2 separate regions of the Ovis aries genome follow, and region 2 is linked to region 1. The links are chromatin contacts, called in public Hi-C maps. All regions are on one chromosome and are shown on one strand. Each heading gives the region's core, a stretch centred on a gene start, on an enhancer-like site or on the middle of the called end of the contact. The rest is flanking DNA. Distances are from core to core; before and after follow the strand shown. Region 1 overlaps AUH (AU RNA binding methylglutaconyl-CoA hydratase). Region 2 holds the start of NFIL3 (nuclear factor, interleukin 3 regulated).

The links. Hi-C and Micro-C count contacts between places; a contact is called where the count stands out from the background.
Region 2: a Hi-C map of mixed tissues shows a contact between it and region 1, with 5 times the contacts expected there. The contact joins the promoter of NFIL3 here to the enhancer-like site in region 1. A contact is called at or near these places in 4 of 16 Hi-C or Micro-C datasets (liver, mixed tissues, muscle and 1 more).

Annotation. Positions count from the first base shown.
Region 1 is chr2:26,205,816-26,211,878 of ARS-UI_Ramb_v3.0, reverse strand. It overlaps AUH (AU RNA binding methylglutaconyl-CoA hydratase), which reads left to right. Exons shown (of 10, transcript XM_042242981.2): 10 at 458-5,452. The coding sequence ends at 532. Among named protein-coding and RNA genes, the nearest start is that of AUH, 200 kb to the left of the region's middle. Within about 2 kb of position 2,843, at least 6 of the 54 cell types and tissues checked have an H3K27ac peak or open chromatin away from gene starts, as enhancers often do.
Region 2 is chr2:26,457,176-26,463,377 of ARS-UI_Ramb_v3.0, reverse strand. It overlaps NFIL3 (nuclear factor, interleukin 3 regulated), which reads left to right and starts at 2,354. Exons shown (of 1, transcript NM_001142892.1): 1 at 2,354-3,742. The coding sequence starts at 2,354. The coding sequence ends at 3,742.

The DNA.
Region 1 (6,063 bases), core at 1,594-4,093:
TTTGTTGCTATTTAAAGAGGCAAATTTTTATTTTGTTGATTTTTCTTCATTGTTTTCTTGTTCTCTATTTCATTTATTTTGACCCTAATATTTATTATATCCTTTCTTCTACTTGGTTTGGGTCTAGTTTGCTCATATTTTTCTAATTCCTTATGATAGAATGTTAGGTTATTTGATTTGAGATCTTCTTAACTTAGGCATTTACAACTATGCAAGTATCTCTAAGAATGCTTTGGTTCTATCCCATAAATTTTGATATGTTTGTGGAAAAGTTAGTATAACAGGTCTGAACTGCTATCCTTGGGAAGTACTGATTCAAGGTTGATCCTTGGTCTGCAGTTGGGAGCTTAGATGATGTACAATTCCCACCATTTGCAGAACTGATAAATTATATCTAAACTGTTTGTACAGACAATATGGTTTATGCTAAACATCTGATTTCCTTTTTTGATTACAGAGTTTGGATATTTGCCAGTTGGGGTATGCCTACATGATTACTCCCCAGCAAAAACCCTGGTCTCTGAGTCTCTAATGAGATGTTGGACACACTTCACATATTGTTATAATTTATTACTAGAGGAGTTAAACTTATCCTGTGTGACTCCGCTTGGAGAACACCCTCAGAAGCATGTGACCGTCTCCCCTGATCTTTGCCCCTGCCTTGTTTCATTTGCTGCTTTTGCTTGGTATCCTTTTGATTGTGTAGTATGCCATAGCTGTTAATATTTGCTGAATCCTGTGACTCCTTCTAGTGAATTACTGAATCTGAAGACGGTATTGGGACACTGACATGCAATTTTGTTTTCATTCATCTCAATGTATTTTATAATTTGCCTTGTGTTATTTGTCTTTTGACCCTTTGGGGTTTTTAGGATTGTGTTCTTAAATTTTAACAGCCTTGTGAATATCCCAGATTCCTTGTAATATTGATTTTGAATTTAATTTCATATTGTTTGGTGAACCCACTTCAGTCACATCATTGTATAACTTCAGTTCTTGGCATTTTAATAAGACTTGTTTTATGGCCTAACATATAATTTATCCTGAACTGCTATCCTTGGGGTCGCACAGAGTCGGACATGAATGAAGTGACTTAGCAGCAGTGTAATCTATCCTGGAAAAGATTTCACGTGTATATGAGAAGAATGTGTATTCTGCCGTTAGTGGATGAAGTGTTTTATTAAATCTCATTAGTTTGTAGTCTTGCTTTGTCCTTTTATTTCCTACTTGATCATCTGTCTAGTTGGTCTGTCCATTATAGAAAGGGAGGAATTGATGTCTGCAACTATTATTGTTGAATTGTGTATTTCTCCCTTCAGTTCTTTCATTTTTTCATTAATTTTCAACTTTGCTGTTATGCATATATATTTATAAGTATTATGTCTTCTTGGTGGATTAACAATTTTATTATTATGAAGTGTTCTCCTTTATTTTATCTATACCAACTGTTTTTATTTTTGTTCAGTCGCTCAGTCATGTCCAACTCTGCAACCCCATGGACGCAGCATGTGAGGCTTCCCTGTCCTTCACTATCTCCCAGAGTTTTTATCTTAAAGTTTGTTTTATCTAATTTACATGGTATAGTTTTCCAGTCCTTTTGCTTTCAACCTACTTATGTCTTTGAATCTAAAGCATGTCTCGTGTAGACAGCGCAAAGTTGGATTATGTTATTTTAATTCATTCTGCTCCTTCTTCCTGTTGAAGGAGTGTTTAACCATTTACAATTAATGTAATTATTGATAAGGTGATATTTACATCTGCCATTTTGCTATTTACTACATGTCACATCTTTTTGTTCCTCTCTTATTGAATTACTGCTTTCTTTGTGTTCAACAGATAATTACTAGTGTACCATTTTAATTCATAATAGTTTTTTGGGAAATTACAACCTTAACTTACAAATCTATCTTGGATTAATACCAACTTAATTCCAATAGTACATAAAACATCTGCTCTAATGTAGCTTTGTACCCTTCTCTTCCTCTGTACTACTATCACCATGTAAATTAAATCTTTATGCATTATAAATCTGTAAGAATAGCTTTATAAAGATTAACTTATGCAGTTGAATTCCAGGGGGAAGGATAAAGTTACAAACTGAAAAACAATTTCTACTGCTTTTAATATGTGTATAACAATTTGTTTTATCAGTACACCTAATTTTTTGCATGGATTTGAATTATCCTCTTCTTGTTTAGTTGCTAAGTCTCTTAGTTGCTAAGACTCTTTTGCGACCCCATGGACTGTACCCCACCAGGCTCCTCTGTCCAGGGATTTCCCAGGCAACAATACTAGCATGTTGGTGCATGTCATGAATGCTTGGTCAGGCAATTGGCAACTTTGGTTTAGTCTTCACTTCCTATTTGTGCAGAGCCTCAAGGTCAACCAGAGGTAAGAGGGCCTCCTCAAGTCATTCCCGATGGTGTATACAGTCCTGCATGCGCCCATTGCATTCTACATTACTAGGAATATGTCAGAGCTTTACATAGCCCCTTGTGGACATCTCATTCACCCTTTTCTCATTTTCAGTGTTTTGGTCAGTTTCTTGTTTGTGTCAACTGTAATCACTGCCTCAGACTATTTGGATGCTAAACAGTTGTCACTGGTTGTTTTCCACAAGTACTCTGCTGAAAAATCTGTTCACAATGAGGGAGCTCTGAGTCAGGTCAGATAAAAGCAAGCCTTTTGATATGAGTGGGGTTTTCCCACTAATTGATTTTCCAAGGAGCTGCCAGACAGGTCAGATAATACAAATTTCTAGGAGGAGGGCTGTGGGAAGGCTATAGACGTGGTAGTCAGGCCACAGCTGTGCTGATTTTGAGGTTGTTGGCTTTCAAGATACACAAGGGATTTAGAAAGGAGGCTCTATATACAACAGGCACCACAACTAGAGAAAGCCTGTGTGCATCAATGAAGACCCACCACAGCCAAAACTAAATAAATAAATCTTTAAAAAGTCACAGAGCTTAATGTTCTCATTGAGATTCAGTCATCTTTCATGATTAAATGTTCTTTGGATTGTTACAAGCCTTTGGTTGAATTCCAAAGTTCTGTAAACTTTAATTTTAACAATTATTGCTTCCATAGAGGAGGAGATTTTTGGAGATTCTCATTGTACCATTCCCACTGATGTCACTCATCCAGCTGATTCTAATGCAACTGTGTGTATCAAGCGATATTATTGATAAATAAGGTATTCAGAGTAGCTGTCTGACCTCTGGTACATCAGAATTTATGTCTATTGAATAAACTGATGTTTGTTGAATAAAAATAATATATTAATCATTAACTATCAATATTAAGAATATATTAATAATTATCACCAATATAGTATTTACTGTTGTTATTATTTCAGCCCCAAATATTTGCAGCCAAAATGTAAAGTTTATTTGCAGTCAGTAAAGGATAGGGTTTATTGCTGTGTTGTCTTTTAATTGTATGCTCTGAAGATGGACTCAGGAAACAGATATTTTCTGCTCCAGCTGAGGCTGCCCCCTCCTTATCATGAGTTGGCTTGGTCTGCTGAGAATTTGTATTCATTCATCCATCAGTGGCTAAACTGATAGCTGAAGATTAAAGCAAGTCAATCCATAAATGCAGAGTTCAAATAATAAAAGTCAAGAGTTAATTATTGCAATTCTAGCATTTATAAGTGTTTTATGTTTTTGGAGAAATATAAACTTTTCTTCTATGTGGTTAAATTCATGTTCCATTGTTGAACATGAAGACTGTAATGACAAAGCAGCTTATTAATTTGACCTTGTTAGATCTTGGGCAAGATTTCAAATACAGTAAGAGTTTGTTAATGACAGAATCCAAGAGTTATTTTCCTACAAGAAAAAGTATAATGAAAATAACACTTACTGATTTGATTATTTCTAATATCTGCTGGGAAACCAGCTATATTCCAGTTGGTACCTAGAATGTATAATTGTCCCTGGGTTAAGTTTCAGAAGAATTTTTTAGTTACAGTGTCGTTGAAAACAACAGGTAGTTTTTCAGAGTCCTTACACCTCTACTGGCACTGTTAATTCTCACAGCTCCTCAAACATATTGGCCATTGTTAACATGGCTAATTACTGGTGTGCTTCACTAGAGTCTGTGTTGATGTTACAGAAACAGTTTATGCTACACAGACTCTTTATTCATGTAGTAATTACAGCATGTTTGTCCTATTTCGCAAGTGTTCTCTTTGGATAATACTGGCAAGATTAAGTAATAGTTTCTCGCTAACAGTATTGCTCAAGAACATCAAACATGATGGATTGAGATTTGATGTATTACACGTATGATTTGGCTCCTAGCATCTTTGAGCTTTTACCTTTCTTATGTATAAAATAATCTTACAGTGGGGCTATGTCTATTGTTTCCAACACAAATGCCAGGAACTATTTGAGCAAAATATTTGATTTTCATTTTAATGGATAGTTTTTGTAATGACCAAGTGTAACACATCCCAGCCAGCCACAGCTCTGTGCCAGAAACCAGGGACTTCAAAGAGTCTTCTTTTTAGAACTCCAAAGGAACCAAAATGTCTATTTCACCATATCATCCAACTTAATTATTGGCAATAAGTGACTGTTGGCAGGAAGGATGCATCACATGGTTCCAGTTCTGCTTCAGGAAAGGTCAATAGGAGGCACAAACTGGCCTGCATTGTGCAGACGTGGGCTTGGATCCCCGACACGTGCTTCAAAACCCATTATGCAATGTGCCGCTCACTGATTCATGGCTGCTTGCACAAGTTTTTCATTACCCTGAATACAAGCATACTGGGAATGATTAACTTTGTGACATAACTCTCATCACGCCACTATGGAAGATTCAAACAGAGTTCCAAAATCACGTGCTTCAGAAATAACCGAATGTGTTTTGGCTTCTTAATGGGTCTGTGATTAACAACTGCTTTAAAGCTACTGAGTGAAACAGAGAAACCTATTTGGGAATTTTGTCCAGAGAAGGGGGTTTCATGAGCTTGGTTCATGCATAAACACTTCTATTTTGTTTTAGTTTTGCCTTTTGTATTCTAATTTGCTATGAAAAACATCAGATCTATTTTTGCAATGCTCCATCTTATGAGCTCAAAACTGAATATACAGTTTTTTTTTCTTTATTTTTTATATTATAGTTGATTAACAATGTTGTGTTAGTTTCAGGTGTACAGCGAAGTGATTCAGTAACACATATTTTTGTATCTATTATTTCTCAAGTTCTTTTCCCATTTAGGTTATTACAGAGTACAGAGTATTGAGCACCATTCTCTGTGCTATGCAGTAGGTTCTGTTTATCATTTTATACATAGTAGTGTGAATATACAGTTGCTATTATTTAACATTTTGGGGCCACAAAGCTATGTCTCTCATATCCCCCAACATGACAGATAAGTTAATATGATGCTTGTTATTAATTTCACATGATTAAATAGTAAATTAAAATTTTGCATCTTGTTAAAGATTTTTAAATCTTCATTGAGTACAGTGTGACATGCTTGGGGATAAGGACTCTTTGATATGAATGTGAGGAAATCAACTAAAGTGGCTTAGGCACAAAGGAGTTTCATGATTCTCAGCATGGAACTTGGACAGACAGGGGAACCAGGGTCTCAGGGCTTCAGGACAGTCTTCACTTCTTGTCATGTGTCCTCTGGCATATGGCTTCATCCTCTGGCTGGTCTCAGCTCCACGCTGCCTGCCTGACCACTAAGGAAGAAGGGGGACTCTCTTCATTCAGGTCTAACTCAGAATCTCCCAGGAGTGGCCTCTGGTGGGCCTTGTAGATCACATGTCCCCTTTGTGGCCACAGCAGTGGACATTATAAGTGGGGGATGTGAAAGAAAGTGAAAGTGTTAAGTCGCTCAACCACGTCCAATTCTTTGTGACCCCATCGGCTGTAGCCCGCCAGGCTCCTCTGTCCATGGAATTCTCCAGGCGAGAATACTGGAGTGGGTTGCCATTTCCTTCTCCAGAGGATATTCCTAACCCGGGGATCAAACCTGGATCTCCTGCATTGCAGGCAGATTCTTTACCGCCTGAGCCTCCAGGGAAGGCCCAAGTGGGGGGGTGG
Region 2 (6,202 bases), core at 1,105-3,604, 250 kb before region 1:
TTGTTAAACAGAAGTAGGATTATTTTCTCTATGTGGTGTGGCAAGGGCTGCCTGCCTGCCCTCACTCACACTAGACTCAGCGTGATTCTTTGGAACAAGAGATTGAAATCAGAGTCTCAACTCACTCAACATAGGTTTGAAATGATGAAACGGATATGAAATGATGAAAGAACAAAAAGTTTAGAAAGAGTAATACAGACAAAATGGTGGGGCATTTCAAAAGCGTAACTGTAACAATTCATAGGTTAGATGAAATGTAGAAGGAATTTAATTTTTTTCCAAGGAAAGGATAAATTTAAAAATGCATGGAAGAGAAAGATTGTCAAGTGAAAACAATACTTAGAATCATAGTGTACAAGGAAATAAATAGTAGTACCTGGGGGTACAGTGGAGATTTGAAATGCATCTTGGAAAACTTCAATATAGTTACCTTCCTGGAGTTGGAATTTTTACTCTTGCTTCAGCATTCATTTGATTTTAGTGGGGAGGACTTAACAGATTTAAGAAATACAAATTATTGACAGAAGAAAATAATCCATCCAGTATGTAGACGGAAAAGGAGTTTTCATGTCAGACCAAGAAATGTTAAGTGCAAATATAGGAAGTAGTGTTGTTTACTAAAGTGATAACTAGGAAGCTCCCTTTCTCACACCATCACTGCCTGCTGTGGCAGACTTGTTGCCTTCATTTCCCACTAAAAGATATTATCAAAGACAAACAGAAGCTCAGTATTCATAACCATTAAGTTTTGCTGAATTGCAACTCACTGTTTGCATTGGCTCAGTTTGATGGACGAAAATGTGGCATTAAACCTTATCCTTGATGATCCTGAAGTGATTACATCATTCCTTCTATTCCTTCTTGAAAAGACACAAGAAGCTGGCAGGCTTTTCCAACTGATAAAATTAAACTTCATTAGTCAATATAAAACTATGCACAAGAAAGAAATAGGGACATGAAAACATTAAATCTTTCTAATGGGGCAGAGAGAGTGCTATATACAGATAGTGCTGAATAAACAGTTTTTTACCATATCTCCTTCATGAAAGTATAACCTACTGGAAAACGAGGCAGAGAAACCCTGTCCAGAAACACAGATCCGAAACCACCATGAAAAGATTGTTATTGGAGCCTAATATGGATTTATTATCTCCTGTCAGGCCAAATTCAGATTATAAATTTGTCATCAGTGGAAAAGGAAGCTAGTTGATAGTCCTGTTTTCGAGTTCTTATATCTTGTTTGAAACTAATTGGTAAAATGGAAAGAAATTCTTTCCATAATTAAATGCTCTCAGTTTAAAATAATTTTAAGTTTCAAGAAGGCACTGTACTTAAAAAAAAAATCCCTTTGAATAGCAACCATTTGTTTTAGTCTGAAACTACTATATCAGTGAAATCTATTATGACAGAATTATCGGGATCAAAAAAGGCATTGTAGATGCTACAACTTTAAGTGAATGTTTGATAAATGAATTTGAGGGAACCAGGGGGGAGTAAAGCATTTTCTCCTAGCACAAATGTGTCAAAGAGACAGCTTTATTGAGAAGAGTCCTTTTCAGGTGTGCTGAGTCACTTGGCAGAATGACCGTGACATAAACCACATAAGAATTAAACAACTACAACTCAGTTGTTTGTGTGACTTTTATTTTTGTTTCTGTGGAAATAAAAATCTAGCTCCATTTCTGTTTTCCATATAATTACAGAATCTGTCTACTGACATTAAAAGGTTTTCTTGGAAAAGTTCCTTTTATGAGGTGAACTGGTTTGCTTGGCAGTCATATAAATGCTATCTAAAGGTATTCAGAAGCCCCACAAGATGCAAGTACTATTTAAAAATGTACTAACCAGAGGCGATCTGTCATTTCCTTCCTGTAATGTCCTATCCCCACATGCCCCACCCCACTGTTTTTTCTCCTGAAACACAGCCGCCTTCTATTTCTCCCCAGGGCAGATCTGTTCTTTTTTCTCACTCCCCTGGACCACATATTCCCCTGCTGACAGTTCTCAGTGGGGACTTGTCCTTTACAGTATAGGTATTTGGGTACTTACTTTCTTTTCAAACTTGTAAACTCTTTGAAGGACAGAACTATTGCCCCTCAATGCTTCATGTAGTTTCTTGTACACAGCTGGTAATAAATATTTACCAAATAGATAACTATTTCTCTTCGTGTATTGCAGGTCATCTAGAAGACCCCTACTTCATTCAGCAAGAGGAGCGGGAGAGATTTATTCTGGATGGTAGAACAAAAGGAAGAATATTGATGGATTTTAAACTGCAGTTTTTAAAGCACTTGAGAATACTGAGGAAATAACTTCTTCTCCTGCACTGCATATATACGTTAAGGTGCAGCTGATGCAGCTGAGAAAAATGCAGAGCATCAAGAAGGAGCAGGCATCTCTTGATGCTGGTACCAGTGTGGACAAGATGATGGTGCTTAATTCTGCCTTGACCGAAGTCTCCGAAGACTTGACGACAGGGGAAGAACTCCTTCTCAGTGAAGGAAGTGTGGGGAAAAACAAGTCCTCAGCATGTCGGAGGAAACGGGAATTCATTCCCGACGAGAAGAAAGATGCCATGTATTGGGAAAAGCGGCGGAAAAATAACGAAGCTGCCAAGAGGTCCCGGGAGAAACGTCGACTGAATGACCTGGTTTTGGAGAACAAACTCATTGCACTGGGAGAAGAAAACGCCACTTTAAAAGCTGAACTGCTTTCCCTAAAATTAAAGTTTGGTTTAATTAGCTCAACAGCCTACGCCCAGGAGATTCAGAAACTCAGTAATTCTACAGCTGTGTACTTTCAAGACTACCAGACTTCCAAATCCACTGTGAGCGCCTTTGTGGATGAGCATGAGCCCTCGATGGTGGCCAGCAGTTGCATTTCTGTCATCAAGCACTCTCCTCAGAGTTCTCTGTCTGATGTTTCAGAAGTATCCTCGCTAGAACATTCACAGGAGGGCCCTGTGCAGAGTGGCTGCAGAAGCCCAGAAAGCAAGTTCCAGGTCATCAAGCAAGAGCCAATGGAACTGGAGAGCTATGCCAGGGAACCCAGAGATGACCGGGGTGCCTACCGAGGGGCCGTGTATCAGAACTACATGGGGAATTCCTTTCCCGGATACTCGCACTCTCCCCCTCTGCTGCAGGTCAACCGGTCCTCCAGTAACTCTCCGAGGACATCGGAAACTGATGAAGGTGCAGTAGGAAAGTCATCCGATGGAGAAGATGAGCAGCAGGTTCCCAAGGGCCCGATCCACTCTCCCGTCGAACTTCAGCGTGTCCACGCCACAGTGGTTAAAGTTCCAGAAGTGAATTCCTCTGCCTTGCCACACAAGCTTCGGATTAAAGGCAAAGCCATGCAGATAAAAGTGGAAGCCTTCGATCATGAGTTTGAGGGCACACAAAAACTTTCCTCTCCTGTTGACATGACGTCGAAGAGACATTTCGAACTCGAGAAGCATACCACCCCCAACCTGGTACATTCTTCTCTCACTCCCTTTTCAGTCCAAGTGACTAACATTCAAGATTGGTCTCTCAAATCTGAACACTGGCATCAAAAAGAACTTAATGGCAAAATTCAGAGTAGTTTCAAAACTGGAGTGGTGGAAGTGAAAGACAGTGGTTACAAAGTCTCTGACCCAGAGAATTTGTTTCTGAAGCAGGGGATAGCAAACTTGTCTGCAGAGGTGGTCTCACTTAAAAGACTTATAGCCACACACCAAATCTCTGCTTCAGACTCTGGGTAAAATTACTACTGAACAAGCTCTGGGCCTTTAGAGATGTCATTTGCAATAGATGAGTACGTTTTGTATTAGGCTGAATTTTCACTGGACCTGTGATGTCATTTCACTGTATAACATTCACATGTTGTCTGTTGGGTGTCTTTTTGTGCACAAATTATTATGAAGATTAGACTGTGTTATCACTCTGCCTTGTGTATAGTCAAATAGTCCATCGCAAAGGCTGTATATATTGAACGTTATTTTTGTTGTTCTATTATAAAGTGTGTAAGTTACCAGTTTCAATAAAGGATTGGTGACAAACACAGAACTTTTGCTCCATTGCACTTAGTTTTATGGGAAAGAAAGCAATTTAAATAACAAAGTGGATACTGTATTAAGATACTCTGCATTTTACTTATTTGGAAGAGTTTTCTCCCACCTGTAGTAAATGAAAGTCACTCTTTGTGACCCCATGGACTGTAGCCTAACAAGCTCCTCTGTCAGTGGAATTCTCCAGGCCAGAACATTGAAGTGGGTAGCCGTTCCCTTCAGGGGATCGTCCCAACCCAGGGATCGAACCCAGGTCTTCCACACTGCAGGTGGATTCTTTACTGTCTGAGGGAAAACTAAAACATAAGTTCAACACATAATTTTCTTTTTCTAGTTTGGTCCAGGGTATGGTAAGTTTGAAAACCTTCCATAGGAGGAGAGTAGAGAAAAGAGGGTGGGGAATGCATTTTCTTGCATTTGAGCCTAGTAATTTACTAAATTACTCCCTGTTATATATTTTTCTTTAAGGTTTCGTTTTCTATATCCTTTTTGTTTTTAAGTAGAAAAACCCAAGTTGTTTAGCATCAGCATGTCTTTAGTCATCTCTTTTAAGGATGACACATGGAAGTGAATAGTTGAGTCATTGACCCACTTTGTTATTTAGAGGTTCTATTAAAAGAGTGGATTAAAGACTAAGGATGAAGTCATTTTTATGTTATTGTAAATCTTAACAGTTCCAGAGTATAACAGTCTAGGAAATTAACCTAGTGAAATACTGTTTTTACTTAGTTTCCAAAATTTCAAAGAACACATCAATGATCACATTTCATCATATTCAACCTGAATATATGTAATGACTTGGCTTTTTACAGTTTGTTAATGATGACTATAAATAATAGCTCCAGTTTGGAAACTATAATATAGACGTCCAGAAGAAAGCATCATTCTAAGTAAACCAATGACAAGATCATGACTGATGATTGGTCCAGGATCCTCAGTCGTCCCATAGAAGTAAGTGTCCTTAAATACAGACAAGTGTGTCTTCTGTTGCAAGGTGGGACTGGCTTCTGGGTAGGCTGGAAGGGGTGAGTGGATGTTGGTTAACAGCTTCCTCCAGAGCTGTTCTCCTCACCAAAGCCTCTCCAGAACTGTTCCCACGCTGCCTTCTTTTTCATCCTAGAAGTATGTGTGTATGCCGGGGGCATAGGGAGGGGGTCTTGAGGCTTCATAATACATGTGAAGGATGACTTAGCCCTCACTCTGTTACGCATATCTCCCAATTATAACATCCCAGTTTAGAGGGCCCCTGCCCTTTTGACTGCCTGATTTTTAGTATTTTAAACTTCCTACACTTTTACATTTTAAAGAGAGATCCTTTGAGTTAAAGGGAATGCTGGGACACACACACAGGCCATCCACTTTGTCCTCTTGGACACAGTGACCAGTTTGCTCTGAAATCTCCTGACGCCTAGGGAATGTGTTGCCAGTCTCAGCCCTTGGACTTGTCTTTTCAGCACTTTTTAGTGACTGAATGAGGCCCAGAGGGACACCTATATCATCTGCAAATGTTACAGGGCAGAGGAGGGTTAAGATACTGGATGGTAGTCGACATCCAAAAGCATTTCACAGCCTAGAATGGATGGAATGACTATAACAACATGAATCAAAATAGGACAGGGTGTAAAGTCAGGTTCCTGTGTTAAGTGGGAAAACAAAAGGCTGTCCAAGTTCACAACTGGGGAGAAAACAATAACTCCACATGGAAGAAAAAAAGCTCTAGTTCCCTTCAGCACGCCCAGTGGAGTGCTGGGCTGTGTCGCACTCGAGGCTGTGTTACCTCCCCTGTGAATTGCTAACGTTAGCTATTGTGGTAACTATATTGCATCTGGACGCCCCCCTCCCTAGTCATTTTGTCTTATAATTTCAAGCATCTAAGATTCAATGGACATGAGTTTGGTGATGGACAGGGAAGACTGGCATGCTGCAGTCCATGGGGTCCTAAAGAGTTGGACACGACTGAGCGACTGAACTGAAGACATGGCTAGGATATTTAAAATGGTACTTCTTAAGCATAAAGGAGGACAACAAGGACCTATTGTATAGCACATGGAACTCTGCTCAATGTTAACATGGATGGGAGGGGAGTTTGGGGGAGAATGGATGTATGTATATGTATGGATGAGTCCCTTCACTTTTCACCTGAAATTATCACAC